2 separate regions of the Oryzias latipes genome follow, and region 1 is linked to region 2. A link is a contact called in public Hi-C data. All regions are on one chromosome and are shown on one strand. The core of a region is the stretch at or near the end of the contact, and the rest is flanking DNA. Distances in the headings are between cores, read along the strand shown.

What was found. A called contact is a pair of places that touch in the nucleus more often than the background predicts.
Region 1: a contact with region 2 is called in a Hi-C map of embryo, with 2.4 times the contacts expected there. The contact joins the enhancer-like site here to the promoter of bcl11b in region 2. A contact is called at or near these places in 2 of 5 Hi-C or Micro-C datasets (embryo and fibroblasts).

What each region holds. Positions count from the first base shown.
Region 1 is chr22:3,837,774-3,842,593 of ASM223467v1, forward strand. No RefSeq gene overlaps it. Among protein-coding and RNA genes, the nearest start is that of vrk1, 21 kb to the right of the region's middle. Within about 2 kb of position 3,383, at least 1 of the 8 cell types and tissues checked has an H3K27ac peak or open chromatin away from gene starts, as enhancers often do. A contact at or near this core is called in embryo, where this site is marked.
Region 2 is chr22:3,393,400-3,397,751 of ASM223467v1, forward strand. It overlaps bcl11b (B-cell lymphoma/leukemia 11B), which reads left to right and starts at 1,862. Exons shown (of 3, transcript XM_023951914.1): 1 at 1,862-2,943. The coding sequence starts at 2,901.

The sequences.
Region 1 (4,820 bases), core at 2,133-4,632, 450 kb after region 2:
GGGGCCATCATTGCAGTGTCCTACAAGTGTACACCCTCCAACACACAAACAACACCACACTTCTTTCTCTTTGGGGTCTTCATTAAAGGAGAGAGGCAGCAGATTGATCTCCAAGGACAATTTGGACACAAACCAGCAGCTCACATGCGTAAATGCACAAAGTGAACAGTGCAGATGAGGCAAACCATTGTTCTGTGAGGACCACAGTCGCACACCTTCAAGATGGTCTGCACATGGACTCACAGTATAATTAAGCAGACATGATGGTAGCATGTTGGTCAGTGCGTCTGGATAAGAGATGCTGAAACATAAAAAAGGCCTTGCATCACAACAGTGGTGATAATTACAGGCTGCATGTGTGTGTGTGTAAAAATGCTGTAAAGACGATATTTATTTAACTATTTATGTCCTTTAGCGTCTGACTCTTGTTTTCAATCAATTGAAGCTTTTTAATGTAAGATCATTTTGAACACCTCAAAAATGATGGTACCTCCATAAAAGACTGAGAACTATTTGCCCAGGGGGTCATGATGAACTCGGGTATGTCCTTTGATTGACATCACAGCTGTTTTCAAATCCATAATCAGTCAGTCTGCCTATTTAAAAGGAGACAAATAATCACGTTGCCGTTTAGTGAAAAGGTGTGTACCACACTCAACATGAACAACAAAAAGAGAAGGAGAGAATTGTCCCAGGACATAAGAAACAAAATTATAGACAAACATCGTAAAGGTAAAGGCTATAAAACCATCTCTAAGCAGCTTAAAGTTCCTGTGACCACAGTGGCACATATTATCCAGAAGTTTAAGACCCACGGGACAGTAGCCAACCCCCCTGGATGTGGCTGGAAGAGGAAAATTGATGACAAATTGAGGAGACGGATAGTGAGAACTGTATCCAAAGAGCCCAGAACAACATCCAATGACATTAAAGGTGAACTCCTAGATCAAGGTACATCAGTGTCAGATCGCACCATTCGCCATTGTTTGGGGCAGATTGGACTTCATGGGAGACGACCAAGGAGGACACCACTGTTGAAAGGAAATCATAAAAAAGCGAGACTGGAATTTGCAAAAATGCATGTTGACAAGCCACAAAGCTTCTGGGAAAATGTCCTTTGGACAGATGAGACAAAACTGGAGCTTTTTGGTAAGGCACATCAGCTCTATGTTGGTAGACTCAAAAATGAAGCATCCAACCAAAAGAACACTGTCCCTACTGTGAAACATGGAGGAGGCTCAGTTCTGTTTTGGGGCTGCTTTGCTGCATCTGGAACAGGGTGTCTTGAAGTTGTGCAAGGTCAAATGAAATCTTCAGATTATCAAGGCATTCTGGGTAGAAATGTGCTGCCTAGTGTCAGAAAGCTTGGTCTCAGTCGCAGGTCATGGGTCTTCCAACAGGACAAGGATCCAAAACACACAGCCAGAAACCCCCAAAAATGGCTAAGAGAAAAGTGTTGGACTATTCTGAAGTGGCCTCCTATAAGCCCAGATCTGAATCCCATTGAACATCTGTGGAAGGAGCTGAAACATGCCATTTGGAGAAGACACCCGTCAAACCTGAGACAACTGGAGCAGTTTGCTCATGAGGAGTGGGCCAAAATACCTGTCGGCAGGTGCAGAAGGCTCATTGACAAATACAGAAACCGTTTCATTGATTATCTCAAAAGGTTGGGTAACAAAATATTAAGTTATGGGTACCATCATTTTTGTCCAGCCCTATTTCATTTTTTTTTAAATAATTCTGTTAATCAGCAACTCATAAGTAATGGCTGATTTTGATTATTTAATTTTCCATAAATTTTAATTTATTGTTACTTATGAATTTTTCAAGTCATTTCAGTGAGCATTGTGGACTTTCTTTCTTTAACTGAGGGGTACCAACAATTTTGTCCACCAATGTAAATTGATCTTGCTGCTTAAAGTTGGTCGTGCTTTACCTTTTTTGTTTTGATTACGACACACACTGCTTCATGAATCCAATAACATATGTGAAGATGATCAGAGAACAACGTTATCCAGGAATCTATCCCATGAAATTTAGGCCAATGTTTGCCTCTTAATGGTTTGATGAACTGACAAACTCTCCACCCAAAGCAGACAAAGTGGTGTGCTCACATCAACACAAAGACACAAACACAGTCGGAGCACTAATACATTTCTCAGCTGTTGTTAAAAGTTAATGAGAGAACAAATGCTCTCACCCGTGAAACATGGAACAAGCATGACCAGACGACAAAAGCCATCATGCATCTTTGCAGCCGTCTTCAAGTCTTTTGTTGAGCAGAAGAAGCAGCAGAGCGGCGGCTCAGCCTCCCCGAGGACCATCCTTCAGACACGCAACACTCCGGGAAACACTCGACCTTTTTAAATATTAACAGCTCTTCTGTTTTTCATTACATTCAGAAGAAAATAAATAAATAAAGAGCGAGGTGCTAACAGGCACGCAGCGTGCCCAAACAAAAAGCTTGGAGGTGATCTCACAACATGCTCTCTGGTACCTGTGGAGACGAGAAGATCCTTTCAAACACAATCAGTCTCTTCTGAACTGAGAGTCATGCACCAATATTTTTACAGCTTCAGCTTGGTTTAACAGATTTTTTTCTCTCTTATTTTCTTTGCAGGTGGTTTTTAAGGTTTATGAGCTGAAATGTACACTTGTTTCCACCTACTCCAGATTTCCAGGGTTTTTTTCAGATGCAACTGTACAAATCAAAACTGTATTGTAATCTACTTCAAAGACAGAAGAAGCTTTTCCACTGCATCTTTTCCAAAACAAACTGTTACAATTTGGTGCTTCTCTAATTGTTTTTTTACAAAGCTCAAAGTTTGATATGCTAGCCAAAGTCTGTAGGATCAGAGATGTTTCTTAGGGTTTCTGTGAGCATTGTCTGACCAGATTCTTATCTTTGGTAGAGTTAAATTTCTGTACTATCAGCATGGAACAAATATTTTATACCATTGAAATAAAGTTCAAACTGTTTGAAACAACCTTGTTATCCCTTCAAGATTGGTCGTTATTGAGTTCTGACACCAGTGAATGAATGTGATTCAAAGCAACTAGAAACAACCAACTTTCTGCATGACAAAAGTGAACCAATTCAACCAATCAAAGATAAGAATTGCCCAGGTCATTGGTTTGAACAGACTTTAGTGTGAGCGTAGATCAGAACACAGTCACTGAAGGTTTGTGGAGCCTGGAGGAGAACCTGAATGAAGAGCGGAACAAAGGCGGTAAGGTGGGAGGTGTGCATGAGGAGGAGCTGGGTATATTTAAGCAGGTCTCCAGCTGCTTCTAACAACCTGTGTGTACACAGTAACGCAGGTTTGTGTGTTAACTCCGTGGATGCATGTGTCCCTTCTCCCCCAGGAGCCCCTTCACTACACTCTTAATGAAGTCCCAAGGAAAGCTCCGTAGGAGGGTCGGCCGTGTTTATGCATGCGAATGCGTCGCCCGTGTTTTCCTCCCCAGCCGCCTTTTGAGCCGTGGCCTTAATTGGAGGCCCGAGCGTCCAATTAACGGCGAGCCGGTGCGGCCATTTGGTGCGGCAGACATGTGGAGGCCACACAAAATGTTCCTGTCCCAAGCTGTCCTGCTCCCAGCCGACCTCCCCGCCCAGGGGAGACCTCCTCTTAGCTTATGAGATCGCGGAGGTTAACATCTCTGTGTCCATTCTTCTCTGGTGGAGCTTCTCCTGTAACCTGTGTCCTTTGTCAGCCTTCTTGCATCTAGGTCACAAATAAAGAACAAGCAGTGGGTGGAGGAAGAGGACAGGCGGGGAGAGAGGAGGGATGCTTGGGAGTCCCTCGGTCCCTACTTCATTAAAACCAAATAAAAACAGGAGGTCATTTATCTCTTTCCCCTGCAAAGCCATAAACACAAATAGGTTGCGCGTTGTCCTCCCTCTTTCAGCTTGTGGGTATACATCACAGCAGATAAAGCCAGCCGGTGATGATAGCTTGTATTCAATTGGAATGTAAGTGAAATTTTAGATTGCTGATATGGCTGGAGGGGTGAGGAGACGGGGTGCAAGCATGTTTGCTGTTTTGTATGTGTGAGGGAGATTAACCTGCACCGTCCTTTCTTATTTTCTTGTCTGAGACAACATTAAATCACCGCTCCCGGTCAGAATAATAAGCAGCACCGCTTTTCATTCTGCATTCAGGTGGGTTGGGATGTGTTGAGTTGTGAGTTATTTGAGGTTCTGGGTCAGAATCTAGTAGCTCAAATGCACCTGGAGGCTTTAGACTGGTAACACCAGTATTTAATGTGCAGTCACTGGTTAAACTCATGACTGTTGAAGTTTTAGACTTGGTCTTCATTTGAAGTCCTTTTGAAATTATTTGACCTTTGACTTTAATCTGGATCCATCCTAGGACCATCCTTGAAAGCTGGCGAGGACAACCCAACCACAGAACTCCTTTACAAATTTATTTCAAGTTCAATTCTTCTAAATGTCATAATTTATCTATAACTACTGAATCCACAAATAAGACACTGGAGCACTAAGCCTGCATGGATTGAAAAAAAAGTTTTTTCATCTGGATGTAACACATTGAAATAAATAAACAATGTAACCTTTACTGTAACAAAGAGAAAACTACAACTTAGCATCATGGGAAGTCTATGTGCCATCTCAACCTACGGCACCATGATGGATGGGATGTTCAGAGGAGATTCAAAGCCCAGAAAAGAAAATATCTAATCTAACTTTTAAAAGTAAATCTGAGAGGGTTTTCTATTGTGTTAAGATAATGAAGAAATATTTCCTAAAAGATCCTTGTGCGTTCACACATGTTGACTTAAAACTGAATATTTTG
Region 2 (4,352 bases), core at 612-3,111:
GGCGCTGCGGTGTGCTGACCGGTGAGCGTGAAGAGGCCCGGCGTCCGTGTCCCACCTTATCTTCATCAGACCTCCCAGGCCTGAGCCAGACTCCTCCAGACCTGCCAGCCAACACTTCCTCTGACCACATCAGGCATTACTGCGGCCCGGTCGCTCAGGTGGACACAGGCTGTGTGACATGATGGCTTTGGCACTTTGTGCTCTTTTGCCCAGCAGCCTGACTGTCAGGCCAAATCACCGAGGAGAGCAGAAGACGAGGATGAAAGGTGGAATGGGGAGACGGCAACTGGAGACAGAAATGGACCTCAGTTTAGGGAAGTATCAATAAAGGAGGAAGTGACTTGAAAAATGATCTGAACTCTATGAATTTGTGAAAAAGGTCTCTCTCTAGAGGGGTTTCATCAGGAGAACATGGAATCCACCTGAAGCAGCGGCCAGGAGAGGGCAGCGGAGTACAGCAAACCGAGCTCAGACAGAGAGACGGAGCAAAATCTGATGAAGGATTTCCATCTGTGATGGTCAAACTAATTATTTCTACAGACTGACTCCCAACAACACAAAGAACACTGAAGAAGTGTAGAACATTTTTGGGCTTGATGAAGGAAAAAGTCTTCTCAGGGATGGCAAACATGTTGAGTTGAGTTGAGTGTGGCAGGTTAATGGACAGAGGTCGGCGGCTGAAGGACAGCACCAGAACCTCCAGATTGCTTCACACAGCTTCAGTTTGTTCTCCGACGTTCTGTGGATTCTTGACAGGAGGATCAGATCAAGCTTCCACTCAAATATATTTTTTAAATCGTGCAAAAGCTTGACTGTATTTTATTTGAAGGCCCTTTCAATGGTCTTGAAATGTGTCATACATGCTGCTGCTGCTCCAAACAGTTTAGCTTTAACACCTGATTCCTTGAATGAAGTTGCTCCTGAGTAGAGACGTTCTCCTCCATCATGGTGATGGATGGGCTCAGCTCTGTCTCCTCTGCACTAACACACCAGTCAGTTGCAGCTCAACCAGATAAGCGCTGGACCTCCACTTCCCTCTGCATGTGTGTGAGGAACACGTGTGTGTTCCTCACTTTCTTCTCGATTGTTCAGTTCAGCTGTGAATTAGAATTCATGCATATTTGGACGGATTTTTGTCAAATATTTTCCAAAATCACCAAAGATGGGTCCATTGTTTCCTAATTTCTTTTTCTTTTCTTTCAAAAAGCTAGATGTGGCCGATCCTTTCTTCTCAATTGACTTTTTTTTCATTTGAAAGGACGTTTTCATCTATCATTTGTAATGAAAAGCTAATTAGCAGGGTGCCTCATTTAATAAAAATAAGAACAATGATCAATATGGACTACCGTATCGCAGCTGTAATTGTGCTGGAACAAATGTTTCTTTTTTATGACTTAAACTTTATTCATTTTAAAGACACAATTTAAACATTTCTCACAAGGACACAATGCACAATTAAGATGTAGTTCACTGTGGAAAGAAGAAGAAAACAAAACAACAACCCCATGACATTCAAAAAAACAAAGGAAAAATAGAAAAGAAATACCAAAAACAAAACCGCAAAATAAGAAAGACAAATAGATGCCAAATCTGACAATTATCCCTTATACATTTGTTGAGTTGAGATCATTTCTGGTTTCTAGAGCTTATCACGTCAAGCTAGAATGAGAAGGATTCTCTTTAAAAACAGAGGAATAAATAAATGTTCTGGGTGTGTGCAGATGTCAATGCTCCTGTGGAAGCAATAACTGTGCCCCCTTTTTAATGGACTAACCCAAACTTTGACGACTGGAATTCTGCGTTGCGTTCAATGCCTGCTGTAAATGACAAGCTGTTGCTTTACCGGAGAACGCAGCGCAGGCGGGTTTGCATGAGGCTGCCAATAGAGGGTGCTGTTGCACCGCTGGCCTGATCTTCCAGGGTCATCAAGAGAGCAGCTCAGCTGCTGTTCTTCATCACTGCTGACTGCAGGACAAAAGACAATGGGACTTTAACGGATGAAGCTGACATTAAAGGCTCGATGGCTGCGGCTGAAGGCGTGGAAACTCCATCTTTAACTTCTGTTCATGTGAAAGGATGTTCGGATCTGCTTCACATCTGATGTATCTGCGTTTTATATCAATCAGCGCCAACCCAGGTCATGACCTTTGGGCCTCCCCGCTGGTAGTGTGAAAGTGTGAAATAATTCAAGAGTTTTGTTTGGGGGCGTCTATTCCAAATCGACTAAAGCGGGTTGGTGCTCATGACCCACATTGCTGACTCCTGACAGGCAGTAAGACTGGAGTTTGCATCTCCGATTCCTGTCACGCCCTTCTCAAGGTGTGCGTCCACGCGCACGCGACACTTTCCCTCGCGTCCCCGTTAATGCGCCAGCCTGCGTGCGAACACATAAACATCAAAATCAGCGCTAACAGTTGCTGGCAAAGTGATCTTAAAACTTGGAAGGACACCTCCACGTCCCTCTGATTGGAATTTAACCGACAGGGGGGGGAGAGGGGAGGGGGGGGGTTATTTAGCATTAACATAAAAACAAACAGCCGCACATATATATGCAAATGAAGGCGGGGTGAAGCAGGGAGCCGTCCGCCATAACTCACACTGATGGCCTTTAAGTGAGAAATCACCTCCGAAAAGTAAAAGAAATGATGCACCTGTCGCCCATCTGACTGATGAGCCAATCAGGAGGCAAGGACGAGGGGCTTATCCGGATCTGTGAAGGCACGCGTGGGGCTTGAGGCGCGTGAGTGTCAGCTACATACAAACACAAAAAACCCTCAAAACCTTTTTCTTCTATCAGCGGAGGTTAGATAAAGAGGTTCCGGATCCACCACCTCTGTGACCCCAGCTCCAGCACGGAAAATGCGCGTGTGCAGCGTGTCCTCCTGCGCGTAATAACGCGGATGGATGGATGGAGGAAGAGGAGAGGGATGAAGAGGCCTCCAGGTCTGACCCCGGGTATTACCTTTTGGACATTAGGTCAAACACAAACTCTTAGTCCCCTGAACTGCGGCGCTTTGGTTTTAATGCACGTCAATCTTCTAAATAAGAACGAAAATGTTGAACTTTTGAGCGCGAGGTCACACACCTGGCGCGGTTAAACAGCCACGCGCCCTCAAAGTCTATCATGCGAATATCAAACTCATATATGTGGACTGTTACATTGCGCCAGTTGGTCAGGGCGTGCGCGAAAGGAGGCCGCAGCTGCTTCAATTCTGTTTGAAATAATTAAATTCATGTGTGCGTGCACATGCGCGTGCAAAAAGACCGTTTCATAAGTCACATTTTAAGTTTAACCACAATTGAAACAAATCTTTATATTTCTGGCTAATTTCGGCAAAAAACTCCGTAGACTGAGCGCGTGCGTAATGTCCGGCAGCATGCGGAGCGCGCGCGAACCCTTGCAGGTCGCTTTACAACGGTGAAAGTGGTGGCGCTTGCGCAGCGCTGCTTCGCAGAGGAGATGAGGGGAGACTCTGACCACTGCTGCCGCGCGCGCCACATGCCCGCGTGTTTGTGAGGGTATGTGTGTGTCAGTGTGTGTATGTGTGTGTGAAAGCTACCACTAGTCGCCCCCAGTGCTCTTCAGTCTCCACTCTCCCTTCGCTCCGCAGACTGAACGTCACGTCCGCACTTGAACTTGAGTTTTCTGCCACCAGAAGCCAAAGAGCCGCACAGAGCCGCGCGCACGCGGGGAATGCGAGACTCTGCTGCTCGCTCTAAGAGAAAAGAGGGGTGTCAGACTGTCCTCAGACCAGTGCTGGGCTTTCACTGAAGGAGGGGAAGACTGAGAGCCTCTCGACCGGCCGTCACTATCTCTGCTTCGGCGCGAGATCACAGAAGAAGCCTGGATTCTTGCCTCACCTTCTCCGCGCGGGAGCGGGCAGGTGGCCGGACAGTGGACCCGGACAGTGACTGACCACCAGGACCGCCTTCTGTGCTCCGCTCTCTGCGCTTTTTTGAGAGATGCTGTGAAAGCAGCAACGGAGCGAAGAGCCGGACTACCCTCCTCCCTCACCTCCTCTGAAGAAAGGAGGCGCGCATCCACTTTGGCACCGAGCTCCGAGCGAGCGCCCCGGCGCACAGCACTGCGCCACGGCCGGCCACTGCAGAGCGCAGCCCGTCCAGGACCAAGTACCAGCCGAGCGCAGGTCATCCCAAAGGCCGAACAGGGGCCAGCCTGGGTTGGCCAGAACATTTTGGGAACACTTTTGGCCATTCAGGAGCCACAGAAGGAGGAGGAGAGCCGAACCTTCCAGCGCCGCTCTCCGGGCGATGCCAGTGTAAATGCCAGGGCGATGTCCCGACGCAAGCAGGGGAACCCGCAGCACCTGTCCCAGAGAGAAACAACACGT